Linked DNA regions of Sus scrofa: region 2 is linked to region 1. A link is a contact called in public HiChIP or PLAC-seq data. All regions are on one chromosome and are shown on one strand. Each heading gives the region's core, a stretch centred on a gene start, on an enhancer-like site or on the middle of the called end of the contact. The rest is flanking DNA. Distances are from core to core; before and after follow the strand shown. Region 1 holds the start of PSMD1 (26S proteasome non-ATPase regulatory subunit 1). Region 2 holds the start of ARMC9 (lisH domain-containing protein ARMC9).

Region 1 (4,072 bases), core at 523-3,022:
TCCACGATCCAGTTCCAGATGAAGAAAGTGCTGTGTCTGGCAGTGGCTGTTGGCCGCGTGAAGATGACAGAGGGTGAGCTTGTGTACAGCCTCCACTGAGCTGTCAACGTCCTGGTGTCATTGCTCAAGAAAAACTGGCAGCATGTCCAGGCTTTGCACATTAAGAGCACCACGGGCAAGCCCCAGTGCCTGTACAGCTTAAGAAACCACCTGCCACCATTAAAAAAAAATTCATACATAAACTCACATGGATTATCAACCACGTTTTATTTCAACAGCAAATCATTGGCTTGTGTCACTAGGTTACATTGTTTTGAGAAGGCCCCAGAAATAAGGTTTAATAATCACTATTCAATTGAACGGTAGCTTGAGAGTACAAGTCTAGTGGCTTAAAAATGCCACCATTTGGGAGTTCCTGGCGTGGCTCAGTGGTTAACGAATCCGACTAGGAACCATGAGGTTGTGGGTTCGATCCCTGGCCTTGCTCAGTGGGTTAAGGATCTGGTGTTGCCATGAGCTGTGGCTTGGATCCTGAGTTGTAGGCTGGCGGCTACAGCTCTGATTAGACCCTTAGCCTGGGAACCTCCATATGCTGCAGGAGCGGCCCAAGAAATGGCAAAAAAAAAAAAAAAAAAAAAAAAAAAAAAGAAAAAAAAGCCACCATTTGTCGCTAATCTTTGTCAAGACTACTCCGAACTACTGAAGTAAATTGTGTATTGAAGCTGTTAGAAGTGTGCAGATGGCGATCACAACTGCCATTTCACATTAGATGTAATAAAAAAAAACAGGAACCTGTTGCTGTGGAGGGAGAGAGGAACTGAGCAGATGGAAGACAAGAAAACTTTTTTTTCGGAGTTCCCGTCGTGGCGCAGTGGTTAACGAATCCGACTAGGAACCATGAGGTTGCGGGTTCGGTCCCTGCCCTTGCTCAGTGGGTTAATGATCCGGCGTTGCTGTGAGCTGTGGTGTAGGTTGCAGACGCGGCTCGGATCCTGCGTTGCTGTGGCTCTGGCGTAGGCTGGTGGCTACAGCTCCAATTCGACCCCTAGTCTGGGAACCTCCATATGCCGCGGGAGCGGCCCAAGAAATCGCAACAACAACAACAACAAAAAAGACAAAAAAAAAAAAAAAAAAAAAAAAAAAAAAAAAAAAAAAAGAAAACTTTTTTTTCTTTGAACACTTTTCACTGTATATCTTTTTATACTTCTGATTTTTAAGCCATGTGCGGTATTCTTTCAAATGTAAGTAAAAGCCACTGTTCAACTTTATCATAAACCAGTGATTACTTAGGGATGCATTATGATATGATAGTAAAGTATTTCTGTGAGGATTCTTCTGAAGCTGGGCTCTGCTTTTTTTTAAAAAAATTGAAAAATCATTGTTGTAGGAAAACGCTCTTTGCTCAATCACGAACCCGCCCCGGCCCGGACCCGGACCAAAGGTTTGGCTCTGGCACGGGGGCGCTGCAAGGAGACTTCCCAAGCAGCAGGTGGCGCTGCGAACACCGCAAGCACCTCCCCTCAACACCTTTTTTTCTCAGCAATGGCGGGTGATGGTGGGGTCCTTTTTCTAGGGGTGGCTATTCTGGAGCCTGACCCCAAGTGCGGACGGGTGTTCCCACCCCCGCGGGGCCGCTGGCCCCGAGGAGGGTTGGAGAAGACCACGGAGCTCTCCGTGCATTCTTCCGCTGGGCGGCGGTGGCGGCACGGAAGACACAGGCCGGGGGAGAGTCGGCGCCGGGCGGCAGGCGGGACAGAGGGCAGCCCCGGGGCGGGCGGGGTCCTGGGTGAGAAGCGAGCCGGCGGCCTGAGGAGGTGACTGACTGAGCGGGGCACCGGGGCAGCCAGGAGACGCGGCGGAGCGAGCGGGTCCTGAGCTGACATATACACGGCGCGGCCGGGGCGGCGAGCGAGCGAGCGGGCGGGCGAGTGCGGGGCGCAGCCATGATCACCTCAGCCGGTGAGTGCGGCCGCAGCCGGCGCCGAAAGGAAGGAGGCGCCACGCCGGCTTTTAGCTGAGTCAGGGCCGGTGACTGGGCACCTCCCGGCGGAGCGCCGGCCGCGCGGCCGCCCGCCGCCCGAGGCCCACCCCCGGGCCGGGGGCTGGCAGTGTGGCCCGGCCTCTCTGTGGGCCCCGGGACCTCGTCCGGTTCGGGGGACTCGCGCTGGGTTGACCGCCTCGTCATCCCTCCTCCGCAGCCACACCCCCGTGCTCGGACCCGAGGGGCGCCCTGGACCCTTCTCCCACCCTGACGGGTTTTTCCTAAACTCCATCCCTCCCGAGGTTGGCCGTGCGGGGCCGTCCGATGCCAGCCCTTCCTTACAGGTGGTTAGGATGGGGTGGGCCCCCTTTGCGGGACAGTAAGGTAGCCTCTGGCTACCTAAGTGCTTCCCGGTCTGACCCAGCTCCGTTCTCCTTAGAGTGAAATCTAAATTAAGTCAGGTGTGAGACGGGTCATTTCCAGGTCTGTTCCAAGGATATTTAGTTAAAGCACTTAGGGAACTTTTGTGTTCGTTGAGGACCGCATCCTGAAGACGGTTATTATACTGAGAATCAGCCTCTGGTTTTGAGGCTCCATGATCAGTGAATGTTCTGCTTGGACGAAGAAAGAGCTCCTGGGCGGGCGGAGCAGGTGCCCTACACTCAACCATTGTGTGGGTAGATTCGTGGAATGACGTTTGCAATGGGATGTTACAGGGGTCAAGTTTGGGGTGAAGTGTGAGCCCCCACTAGGGATCGCTTTGCACGTAGCTGTCCACAGCCTCTGGGGCCTTTTTCCTCTCTTGCTCACATGCGCTTTTCTGGTCCTGATTTGCTGTCTTCATGTCCCACAAGTGTTTTGTTGTAAACAAACTAGTCAGACGGCAGTTAACCATGTGTTTATAAGGCTTGCTTAAAAAAGTTGGTGGCAACAGTGGGAGACAGGATCGTTACTTTTAAAGACCTGAGGAGCTGTCACTTGTACATGGAAGTAGACTTTTTCCCCCAAGGGGTACATATGATTGGGAGATGAATTGTAGTACAACATTGGGAAAGGCTTTTCCCCATCAGAGCTCTCTAAAGATAAAATAAGCACTAAATTTCCTGCCACCTGTAAATGGAGGCCTCATTGTTTTTCAGATTCATCATCTTAGCCCCTCCCGCCTTCATCTCTTGCCTGGGTCGCTTTGACAGCCTGGAGATTTTGTTTTCCACCATTACCTCTATACAGTCCATTCTTCTTGAGTATTCTTTTTAAAACCTTGATCACATAATATCCTTTACAGTTCTTCAGTGCTTTTCATTGTGCTTATAATAAAATATCCAGATTGTTAACTGAAAACTTACATGATCTGATTCCTACCTTGTCTTGTACTGCTCTTTTCCTCCCTGTGCTCTGGTCATACTGGCCTTTCTCTTCCTTAAGTCAGTTTCTGTCCCACTTCAGGACCCTTGCCCATTCCTCCTGCACTTTTTAGACTCCTTTTCAAGTTTTCTCTTAGTTTCCCAATCACTGGTTTCAGCACAAGTGTTAGTCTTTCTTTTCTGATCATTCTGTTAAAACATGCTGCTTCTTTCACCCTCAACTGTCCCCTCCCTTCATTACAAGCCCTGTAATTACTTCGTTTACTTGTCTGATTACTGTCTTTCTCTCTGTGTAGAATTTTGGGTGGGAAACTTGTCATTTTCATAATTCTTAGAACACTGCTGAGCAGATGGCAGAAGTTCAAAGGTATATCTTTTCTTTTTTCTTCTTTTCTTTTTGTCTTTTTAGGGCAACATTTGCAGCATATGGAGGTTCCCAGACTAGGGGTCTAATCGGAGCTGTAGCCGCTGGCCTGCACCACAGCCACAGCAACTCAGGATCCAAGCCGTGTCTTCAACTTAACACCACAGCTCACCTCAATGCCGTATCCTTAACCCACTGGTAGAGGCTAGGGATTGAAGCCGCGTCCTCATGGATGTTAGTCAGATTAGTTTCCCAAAAGTGTATCCTGAATGAAGAAATCAGTCAACTAATCAAATCAATAAATCAGTCCCTAGAGTTTTTAAAGTAGAGACTAAAAAAGCATTTGGTGGGGATACAATAGAA
Region 2 (4,060 bases), core at 480-2,979, 120 kb after region 1:
GCTCCGGTTGTGTCTCAGCAAGTTAAAAACCTGACTAGTGTCCATTAGGATGCAGTTTGATCCCTGGCCTCACTCAGGATCAGGCACTGCCTCAAGCTTTGGTGTAGGCTGCACTTACCAGCACTGGCCTGCAACTGCAGCTCTGATTTGACCCCTAGCCCAGGAACTTCCATAAGCCCTGGATGCGGCCCTAAAAAGAAAAAAAAAAAAAAAAGATCTTGAGTCCAGGCCTGCCCTTTGGGAAGTCCATTTTAAGGCCTGGGTCTTTTACCAACCTCGTGCAAGACACAGAACTATCGATGGAGTTCCCGTCGTGGCGCAGTGGTTAATGAATCTGACTAGGAACCATGAGGTTGCGGGTTTGGTCCCTGGCCTTGCTCAGTGGGTTAACGATCCGGCGTTGCCGTGAGCTGTGGTGTAGGTTGCAGACGCGGCTCTGATCCCGTGTTGCTGTGGCTCTGGCGTAGGCTGGTGGCTACAGCTCCGATTTGACCCCTAGCCTGGGAACCTCCATATGCCGCGGGAGCGGCCCAAGAAATAGCAACAACAACAAAAGACAAAAAAAAAAAAGAACTATCGATGGCTGTGATGTGACTCAGGTCCCTGGGTCAAGACAAGATAGGACAGGACCCAAGGCCAAGGTGGATACTCTCATCTCCCTCATTTGCAGGCCTCCCCTGCCTTCCTGCTCACTGACACCTCTCTTGTGGGCTGCACATTCCCAACCCCTGTGTTCTTTTTCCAAGAACTCAAGCAGCCCTTGAGAGATACAAAGACACAGTTCTTCAAAGTTCTTCAATCTCTACATGGACTCTGAGCCAAGAAGATAGATGGCACTGAAGCCCCCACACATCCTGAGTTTTGGGCAGTGATCAAACTCAGCTTTTCCGGGAGTTCCCGTGGTGGTGCAGCAGAAACAAATCCGACTGGGAACCATAATGTTGCGGGTTCTATCCCTGACCTTGCTCAGTGGGTTAAGGATCAGGCGTTGCTATGAGCTGTGGTGTAGGTGGAAGATGTGCCTCGGGTCTGGCATTGCTGTGGCTGTGGCGTAAGCCAGCACCTGTAGCTCCAATTGGACCCCTAGCCTGGGAATCTCAAAAAGCTGTGGTGTGCCCCTAAAAAGCAAAAACAAAAACAAAACTCCACCAAAAAAAACTCAGCTTTTCTGGGAGGAAATCTCTCTTAATCACTCGCTCTCTCTTTTTTGCTTTTTACAGCCACAGCTGCTGGCATATGAAAGTTCCTGGGCTAGGTGGTCCAACCTGGAGCTGCAGCTATAGGCCTACACCACAGCAACACCAGATCCCAGAGGCATCTGCAACCTAAGCTACAGCTTGGGACAAAGCTGGATCCTTAACACACTGAGCGAGGCCAAGGACCAAATCCTTATCCTCACGCACACTATGTAGGGTTCCTAACCCGCTGAGCCACAACGGAACTCCCGCCTTATCTTTTAAAGCAGACACTTCACTATAATCTCTTGCCAGTTTTGTTTTTTACCCGAGCTCCTAGAAGTTACAGGTTGACAGCGGTCGAGCAAGGCACATCCCCAGAGCCAGGCACAACACCACGCGCAATATTTGTGGAAACGAACCAATAGGAAGTTGTGGCGAGGAGAACGGGTGACGCGGTCCAGCAACTTACACCCACAACCGGAAGCGAAAGCCCACACTTTCTTGCTGAGGCCTGGAACCTGCGGGACGCCTTTTGTCCCAGGATGCTCCGCGCAGGTCGAGTCCTGTGATTGGCTGCCCGGATCCACGTGATGCCAGGCTGGCGGCGGCGGTTGCCGGGGTGACGATTGGAGAGGTGGTGGCCGAGCTGACTCGGCGCGTGTTCCCGCGGCGGCGAAGCAGGTAAGCGCGTCCCCGGACGCTGCCGGGCCGCTCTCGAGCCCGACGTCCCCGGGCGGGAGGAGCGGTGATGGATCCGAGGGCCGAGGCTCTAATGAGCCTTCTCCCCATGCGCCAACTCAGCAGCCGCTGCCGGGTGCCCTCACTTCTCGCCTGCTGCCCTGGGCTCTTAACTCTGGCGTGGGCCTGAGGCGGCCGCCGGGACATCCCGAGGACAGTCCCGGCTGCTTCCCACAAGTATTCCCTGATCTTTGAAGGGGTCCGGGTCGTCCAGCTGGGTAGTGACAGCTCGAGAATGTGGCCTGGGGCCTTTAGATCCATCCCTTTCGTTATCTATCAGCTAACCCTTCTCCCCAGGCACCCCGATGAAGTCCAGACTTCATCCGTCTAAGCTAAACCGGGATGCTTGCTATGCAAATTCGTCTTTCAGACAAATCCCACAGTTCCCTTTTTCATCCAGCTCGTAGGCCCGAAATCCCTCCGTCAGGAGTGTCTGAAGAAGTTTTCTCTAGTTTTTGCATAAAGTAGAGCCATGCTTCTCAAACTTGAATGTGCGTTAAAAGTCATCAGGAGAGATTGTTTAAAACAATTTCTGGGCACTGTGTTTAGTAGGAGCAGAGTGATGCTAGGAATTTTCCTTTCCTTCTGGTATTTTGTTTTGTTTTGTTTTGGCCATACCCGCTGCATATGGAGGTTCCCAGGCTAGGGATTGAATCAGAGCTGCAGCTGCTGGCCTGCACCACAGCCACAGCAACTGCCAGATGGAGTCTTTGACTTACTTACACCAGATCTCACTGGCAAAGCCTGATCCTTAACCCACTGAGCCACAACAGGAACTCCACTTGCTAGGAATTTTCATTTGCACAGCATCCCAGGTGATTCTGATTCATATGGTCCAGACTTTGGAGTAATACTGTGTAGAGGTTGATATCAATCTGGATTTAAATTTCCACTGTCACTTGCTTCCTAGTTGAGTTATTGGGAGCATCTCAACCCCCTCTGAACCTCAGTTGCCTAATCTGTCAAAGGAGAATATAAATGATATACATCAGTCAGGTTTATTGTGAAAATTAAATGTGAAGCATTTTGGGAGTTCCCATCGTGGCTCAGCAGTTAAATCCAACTAGCATCCATGAGGACATGGGTTCGATGCCTGGCCTCGCTCAGTGGGTTAAGGATCTGGCATTGCTGTGAGCTGTGGTGAAGGTCGCAGATGCGGCTTGGATCCCGAGTTGCCGTGGCTGTGGCGTAGGCCGGCGGCTACAGCTCTGATTGGACCCCTAGCCTGGGAACCTCCATATGCCACAGGTGCGTCCCTAAAAAGACAAAAAAAAAAAAAAAAAAAAAGTGAAGCATTTTGCACGTTGCCTGTCATACAATAAGCCCTCAGTAAATGACCTGTTATGATATAAAGGTCTACGGAAAGTCCTGTAATTTCTAAGATTGTCGGAGCAGTAAAATGACATCTCACATTCACTGACAGATGATCATAACAGAATCTTATTCAAGTGATGGTCACCAGGAACTTCTCTGAGGGAGTGATGCTTGTTAAGCACAGGAGTTAGCCAGGTGAAGAAAGAGAGGGGAAAAGTGTTACAGGCAGTGAGAACAGTATGTGCAAAGGCCCTGAGGTGGGAAGGAGTTTGAGTTCTCAGAACAACCGCGTTTTCTCCAGGGCCTTCAAAATTGCTTTTCCTTCTGCTTGGGCTTCATTTATTTGTCAAACGTCTTGGGTGCCTGTCAACCTTCCAGGCCCCCTGCTAGGTTCTGGAGATGGAAAATTTAAGTGTAGCACCCTGCCTTTATAAACAGGGTAATAGGTATAACAGCAGAAGTAAATGTAGTGTAAGGAGGTTCCTCAGAGAAGAGAGACTCGCCTTGGTGGGGAGGGAAGGGGTGGGCTCCTGGAGGGCTTCCTGAAGGAGGTCGAGCCCTGACTAAGTATGATGAGTTCAGTCTGCCTGCAAGGGGAAGGAGAGGACACCAGGGGGCTTAGAATCATCAAAGAGCCTTTTGTAAGGGGGGGTTGGGGGCAGTTCACTTCTGGGGGTGCCTAACATGGGGAAGTGGTAGAAGGGAGCCAGGACAGGGACAGTGGCTGGTGGCTGGTCCAGAGAAAGGCTGGAGAGGTGGGCGGTCCTCAGACTGTAGCAGTTCTCCTCGCTCCTTGTGTCTCTGGCGGGCTGAGAGGTGGCAGGCGGGGT

The links. HiChIP or PLAC-seq counts read pairs in DNA pulled down with a chosen protein or histone mark.
Region 2: an H3K27ac HiChIP or PLAC-seq map of alveolar macrophages shows a contact between it and region 1. The contact joins the promoter of ARMC9 here to the promoter of PSMD1 in region 1. A contact is called at or near these places in 5 of 47 Hi-C or Micro-C datasets (heart right ventricle, liver, skeletal muscle and 2 more) and 2 of 2 datasets of contacts at active chromatin or transcription factors (alveolar macrophages and skeletal muscle).

Annotation. Positions count from the first base shown.
Region 1 is chr15:131,805,822-131,809,893 of Sscrofa11.1, forward strand. PSMD1 (26S proteasome non-ATPase regulatory subunit 1) reads left to right here and starts at 1,773. Exons shown (of 25, transcript XM_001925902.7): 1 at 1,773-1,959. The coding sequence starts at 1,944. It also overlaps the pseudogene LOC110257098.
Region 2 is chr15:131,926,913-131,930,972 of Sscrofa11.1, forward strand. ARMC9 (lisH domain-containing protein ARMC9) reads left to right here and starts at 1,730. Exons shown (of 24, transcript XM_021074827.1): 1 at 1,730-1,859.